Linked DNA regions of Hordeum vulgare: region 1 is linked to region 2. Evidence: chromatin contacts called from public Hi-C data. All regions are on one chromosome and are shown on one strand. The core of a region is the stretch at or near the end of the contact, and the rest is flanking DNA. Distances in the headings are between cores, read along the strand shown. Region 1 has its middle 81 kb from the start of LOC123409295. Region 2 has its middle 20 kb from the start of LOC123413577.

Region 1 (3,714 bases), core at 1,144-3,643, 170 kb before region 2:
CCCGCATACATTTCAACAATAAATTAAACTAACCAGACGAAATTTGTTGAAACACGATGGATTTTCAAATAAATCGGAAGGGATTCATGCAAAGAGAGTGGATTTCATATAAACATGACAAAATTCATTACATTTAGGCCCTACTTCAACTAAAAACGAGCTCGTCTAGCTCCGATGGTATAATTCATAATCTAAATGAACGGCGGCGCTCGTTCCTGCCATGAGCCATGAGAACTGAAGCGCCAAAACTTGCCTTCGCCTTCTCCAGCCCATTCTCAGCGACGCCTGCCCTCGTAGGTTGAGCGGCTAATTGGCCAACATTTATCAACCTGCCAACCTTGGTGTCAGCGGAGCGGAAGAGCAATAGCCTTTTCGGGACCCGAGTGGCAACGACCTACCATGCACTACTCTTCCTCGATGTCGGCGGCGCCCGCGGGCGGGTCGGCCTCATGGTCGGACAACTGGCTGGGCGGCACCGGCGATGCCATCCGCGTCGTTGCTCTTGCCAAACACCTCGTGTGTTGCCTCATCGAACTTCCTATAGGTGGCCTCTAGTTCTGCATGACACTTGCGGCACCACCAGCGGTTGGAGCGGTAGGATTCGAGAAACAGTGCCTGCTCTGCCATGTTCCCGTCCAACGCGACCGCCCTGCCGGCGTCGAGCTCCACCTCCGCATACTAGTGCTCCTCAAGGAGATGGAGGTTGTAGGCCGCGTGGCCCTGCGCCTTCCGGAACAACTCCTCCTGCTCGTCCCGCACCATGTCCAAGTAATAAGCACGGGCCTTGCCGATGGTGATGGTGCAATGCACAGGCGAGGGTGGCACCAACGAGGAGGGTGGCGATGGCTTATCGTCGATCACGTCCTCCTTGGCCCAGCAGTTTGTCAGCCAGTAGTTGTGGCATACACCTCTTTATTATGCTCCGGCATGAGCCCATTCCAAAGAATTTTGGAGCGCGAGGAGGCCATGGTAATGGTGCGCAGAAGATAAAGGGACCAGAGGAGAATTAGTGTCGTCTATGGCCGGGGTTGGAGTATATATAGCGAGCTAATGGCAATGATGGGCGTCATGTAAACGGACGAGTGGCGTTGGAATAAGTTTCTCGGTAACCGTGTATGGTTAATGTGGGCGGCACACAGACGGGCATGGTGTCATTTGAAGGCGGGCAGATGCATGCACCGGGAAGCGTGACAAGTTGCGCTCTCGCTCGGTCGGCGCACCGCTTCAACGCCGGCACCAGTGAGAGGTCACGCCTGCTCTTGCGAGGCATGAATGCAGGCACTCTCACTCTGAGCAGCGCTGACCGTTTCGGGCACAAAGCGCGTGCGGGCGAGGGAGGAGTTTTTGGTGGGCCATGACGGTCAGAAGCGGACACGGCAGTGGTACGGACGCCCGCAAAGAACTCTTTCCACGTTTGTCTACGGTTTGCGGGAAAAAGCATGTCCACACCACTCGACGGATCGATACAGGCCCACGTTAGATGGCTTCCACGGTCTAGACCGCACGGTTCGAATGGATGCGGACGGTTTAAAGGTCGGCTTTGGAGATGTCCTTAAATCCTGACCAAGTTACAACTTCTTGTGGATATTTTATATTCTCCCGCATTATTCAACTCTTGTTGGCAGATTCGACTACAATAGTGGCGCAGAGTCAAACTTTCGCCTTTTCGATTTCCAGATAAGGCCACCTTTGTTCATAGGACAGATATATTCTAGAAATAAAAATCATAAAAAGTGTGATAACATACGCTTTAATTTCTATGGAGAAATACATGTTATTCGATGCATTGAATATGATCTTTTTTATAGAGCCTAGGCTAATACGAATCCTTTTCTACAAATCAAAGGGCTCCATAGAAAATTTTCCTTTAAAAGCTCCTAGCCTATGAAATTTCTACAAGATTCCTACAAACTAAAGGAGGCCCAAACATTTTCGAACTATATTTGACTGCACTACGGGCCAGAACTGTTCAACGACTTCTCCTACACACATGCCACATGCGCTCGCAAGTCCAGCACACATGCCCCGGTGTCGCATACGAGCGTCTCACTCTCACCAACCACTATGAAGAAGAAAAGAAAGCGGCCTTGTCGACGATTTTCTGGCCGAAATTCAAAAGTTGAGAAACCTACCAACGACCGAGTGATATCATCTCCCGCCCGCCAACATGCCAACATGCATGCATGCGTGTGTCCTAATTTTCCAAGTTCAGTTTAAACAACGCACGCCAACGTCAAATTTGGACCGGACGATCGATCGGCGCATTTCTCTGAATTTGTCAACAGCCAGATAAGGTTAGGCGACACCGAGGCGAATCGACCTGGTCGAGCTAGAAGATTTGCAGTTCAACCTCTAGTTTTCGCGCCAAGCCGGCCGGAGTGTGCACTGTCAGAGCTAGCAGCCGCCTGTAAAATATGCCATCCAGATTCCAGACTGACAGGCACGTCCCAACAGTTTACTAATTAAAACTACTCCCTCCGTTCCTAAATATAAGTCTTTCTAGAGTTCAACTAATGAACTACATACGGATGTATATAGACATACTTTAGATATAGATCCATTCATTTTGTTTCGTATATAGACACCTAGTAAAATATCTTAAAAGACTTATATTTAGGTACAAAGGGAGTATAATAAACCGTTTGATTGATGAATTGACCAGTGTGCATGTGGACCATGACTGCATGTTTACTGTCCTAGTACTAGAGTTGTTGTGCAGTAGACATGGTCGAGGTTGACAGTAATCATGAGTCGCCTCTCGCATTTGATTTGGGAAATGGAGACTGACCGGGTCCGAGCAAATGAGCATGCACGATCGAGACGTGGAAAACGGAACGGTTCCTGGCTTCCTGCAAGCCAGACCTTTGACCATGCTCCCAAGTCGCAACAAGTAGTCAGCCTATATTGATTTTATGTAGGTAGAGCACCAGGAAGGAAGCTGCACTGCTATAGTGCTCTTGCCCCGGGTCCACTTTGTTCTCCTTTTAATTTCCTACTCTTCTGAAACTCCAAACATCTCATGTGAAACATGAGAACCACGTGCCAAAACAGAAGGAAAACAGGGAGAGGAAACTTGGTACTTCCGTTCCGTCACATGAAGCTTCATGCCTCTCCAGGGATGGATAGGTTACGGCTAAAAAATGTTATAGATAGATTATAGACTGCAGTTTCATTTGTCTTGCCTTTGCGCCCTCTTGTGTTGAGCAACTGCTTTCCACTGACCATCCTCCCACCTTCCGGTTTTTCTTTCCTTTGGTTTGCTTTACTTTTCAATTTTCAAGCTATACATTCCGCAGGTTTTTTTCCCGTTCCGTTTTTATTTTCCTCTACCTGCTTACTCGGATTTCATCTAGCACGTCTCTTTATTTTATTGCTTCACTATAGTTATTATTTTCATTTCATTTCTTCTCTTTTTCCAAGAAAATTTAAAACTGGTAACAGTGTTTACAAAAACTTATAAACTTTGAAAATTCTCATGATCATAAAAAAGTTTCACAAAATTCAGAAACTATTCATGAATCAAAATATGTTCGCTAATTTCATAAATTAGATTCTGAATTTTAAAGACATTTAGAAAATTCGTGAATACATGAAATATTTCAGAGGTACAAAAGATTTTGTAAATTACATCAGTTTGTTGAAACAAATAATGCCTTTAACTAAACATATTAAAAAAACATTCGTGCATTTTTAAAAGTTGCTCATGTATTTAAA
Region 2 (3,255 bases), core at 323-2,822:
AGCGGTGCGTTGGTGTCTCGTTTTGGAAGCGGTAGTGGGTAGTTCAGTGTTCTCTGAATGTCAAAGATATTTTTATCATGTTTGTTGTGTTTTGTGCTTCCGGTAAACTTCTATAAAAGATTTGGATCCTTTTTGATTGTTTCCTAAAATTTGAAAACTGTGTGAGCCCTAATAGGTAGTATGTAAAATATGAAACTCTGTATTTGGAGCAAATTTTGGTTTGAACCAACATGCGTATAGATATAAGTTACCATCTGAACTAAGACAACAGCAAACTTGTCTAAAGCATCCCATATTCATCTTGCATTATCTGGTAGGCAACTTTACCAAGGGCAATGCGACTTTGTGAGAAGACACATTGTCTACACGTCCCTAGTTTACGCCACTGCAGGAATCGGAGTCTTTTCCCTCGCCGCATCGGAGGCTATAGCTAGTGCTCTGCCGCACCGTGCAAATGTTCCATTGTTCCACGCATTTGTTGGTTCGGGACACACCACGTTTAGTCAGAAGAATCGTGTTTAGGATTGTGTCGACGGTCATCCTATCCTCAGGATTGTGTCGCCGAATTTCTCAAAGGGGACTCGTCGATCGCTCTTGTCCGTGGAAGCATTCGCTCCACCGTCAGGCACCGGAGGAGGAATAGCATTTTGTGCATCAAGCCAAGTGCCGCAAGTTTGTTCTTGTGCCTTCACCATACCAAGGGGTAAGTATCTCATCTCCGAAAGGTGAATGCTATGCTATGCTATGCTACGTGTGTTGTGTTGGTCACAAAAAGTTTGGCAGCGAGCATGGCCTCCCGTTTTTAGCTTGGACCTATGCTTATTCTCGGCTCTCCCGATGTGTTTTCACGGGCGTACGTGCTGCTGGTTCAGACAAAGAATGTGGTAAAGCAGCTGATGCGTCAATGCACCGAACCAAGTGTTTTTCTACTTGTGTTGCGGTGGATCGATCAGCCTCGCCTCGTCTTCTCCGTTGTGTTGTGCCAGTAATGGCTGGACAGGCTCGGGCGGACCTGGTCGTGGTCGAGGACATGTTTGCCAGTGCACGTACGCAAGTGTTGGTTGGGCAGAGATATAACTACTATAAGCATATATTCCGACAGTGTAAAACATGAGCAGAAACGCTGAACACACGAAAGCTTTCTTGGTAAGCGGGGAGAGGAGAAAGAAAGTAGAACTCAAACTGCAATGGTCTAGACTCAACCACAGAGGCGTGAAGCTTCACAGTAGCAACGTATCTACGGGAGCACCAAGTTTGCTCCGCCTCTCTTTCCTTTTTTTGTTTGCATGTCATGTCATGTCACGCCATCCTGTAGTTTCACAAGAGTATAAAACAAATTTGTAGACTGAGGGCAAGAGGAGGGCAGCTTCCTGTACGTAGGAAACACACAGAGCGACGACGACGTCCGGATCGATCGACCGTGCTGGATCACTTGCTCAGTCAACCTCCAGTTTTCAAATGCCAGACAGCAACGGCAACAGCAACTGCCGGCGGTTGTAACAGTTCTCTGCGCAGCAACTGCGAAGTAATCATGCGCCACGGACGGGCACAGCGGCTCATTAACAACAGGATCTGGATCTGGATACCGGTAGCATAGCATATTCTACAGCCCGGCTGCCTGCCCGTCTGGCTGGCAATGCACACTCCACAACTTCTTGGCGCCAAGAACTGAAGATCGAGATCGAAATCTCCATCAGCTCCATCGTCCCGGTCTCGCCTGATCTTATCCGGTTGTTGGGATTTAAGAAGAAACAAATGCACCGATCGATCAAACGGTTCCGGTCCTGTTTGAACGCGGCGTGCATTGTTTGAATTCAACATGGAAAATACAGGATGCTGCCGCAAGGGAGATGAGTGTATCACCCGGTTGTTGGTAGGTCTCCGAACTTTTGGATCTCGATCGGCCACAGGATCGTCCCCAACGCCGCTTAATATATAGTTTTGTTCCTCCTCGTAGTCGCTGGCGAGAGTGAGACGCTCGGACGCGACACCGGCCGCGTGTGTTGTGTTGGACCAGCCACTGCATGCGGCGGCCGCAGCCTGGCCAGGACTTAGTTGGTAGTTGCACTGCACGTGTGTAGTGTAGTTGTTGAACTGTTTTGGTCCATGATTTATACTACAGTTAAGTATATTTCGAAAATGAATGATTGGATACAGAAGGCCAGCCAACGATTGTGACTGATCTGCGGCATTACTGTACTGTAACTTTCCAACAATGGTTGAGTAATTCGGGAGGACTAACAAATGTAGCGAAGAAGCTGCAACTTGTCTGCAGCAACTTGACGACATAATTCGGGAGTGCTACGTTTTAGTAAGTTCTTCTTAACATGTGGATTCGTGTTTTCTTGGAAAGTGTATGGACAGAAACATGTTGATGCTTTCTTGGAACGAGGATGCAAGTTGTGGGTCGTTCCAACATAATACAAGTGGTACCACTAGAAATGCAAGTTGCTGGATCACCAACTTGTTGCTATATATTTATACTCCGGAATTGAAACTGTTATTCCTTTTTTTTTTCTTTTGCCGACGATGGGATTTCAGGGTGAAATGATGTTGGTACTTGGTACTTGCATTGGTAAAGGACCAGTTTTGTCTGGTCAATAAATAAACAAATTGATAAATAAGAGGATCAGTTTTGGAGTTGGTTATTTGTCACTGTGTTTGGTAAGATAGAGACAGCAGCAATACATACATACGAACTTACTAAATGTCAAATTATGCTGGTCGTTTTTTCTGATTTTATCCATCACACATTCAAATGGATAGGGTTGAATGGAAATTTAAAGGGTAAGATATTTGAATGTGAACTCGCATGTAAAACACCATGACCAAACTAACATAACCCATAGGTAGAAAAAAAATTCTACCACGACCTGTGTGCGGTGCACTCAAGCATGCCTGACTGGGTCTTTGGGTTGATGTCTAACTTTGCCATATCTAATTAATCTTATCACACAACATGCATGATGCTTTCATTTGTTCATTTTCGCCGGTGGTGGCAAAGTTTATCTTCTTTTGTATTCATTTTAAGCTTCGAGTGAGCTTGAACTAAACTGCAGACCTTTTAGCTATTTCTTTAATAATATGACTGCATGCATCGTTTTGATGGCGCTAATCATCCTTTAAAAAAACATGCATGATGCATTAGACATTCTCTAAAGAACTGCATGTGAATATATACACGCTCTTCCGTTTTCGATTTATTTACACATGCACTTCCATTTTCGATTTATTTGAACACAGATGAAAGGAGAA

What was found. Hi-C and Micro-C count contacts between places; a contact is called where the count stands out from the background.
Region 1: a Hi-C map of leaf shows a contact between it and region 2, with 5 times the contacts expected there. The contact joins two enhancer-like sites. A contact is called at or near these places in 4 of 6 Hi-C or Micro-C datasets (leaf and an unstated tissue).

Annotation. Positions count from the first base shown.
Region 1 is chr7H:17,920,205-17,923,918 of MorexV3_pseudomolecules_assembly, reverse strand. No RefSeq gene overlaps it. Among protein-coding and RNA genes, the nearest start is that of LOC123409295, 81 kb to the left of the region's middle. Within about 2 kb of position 2,393, at least 2 of the 3 cell types and tissues checked have open chromatin away from gene starts, as enhancers often do. A contact at or near this core is called in leaf, where this site is marked.
Region 2 is chr7H:17,750,433-17,753,687 of MorexV3_pseudomolecules_assembly, reverse strand. No RefSeq gene overlaps it. Among protein-coding and RNA genes, the nearest start is that of LOC123413577, 20 kb to the left of the region's middle. Within about 2 kb of position 1,572, at least 3 of the 3 cell types and tissues checked have open chromatin away from gene starts, as enhancers often do. A contact at or near this core is called in leaf, where this site is marked.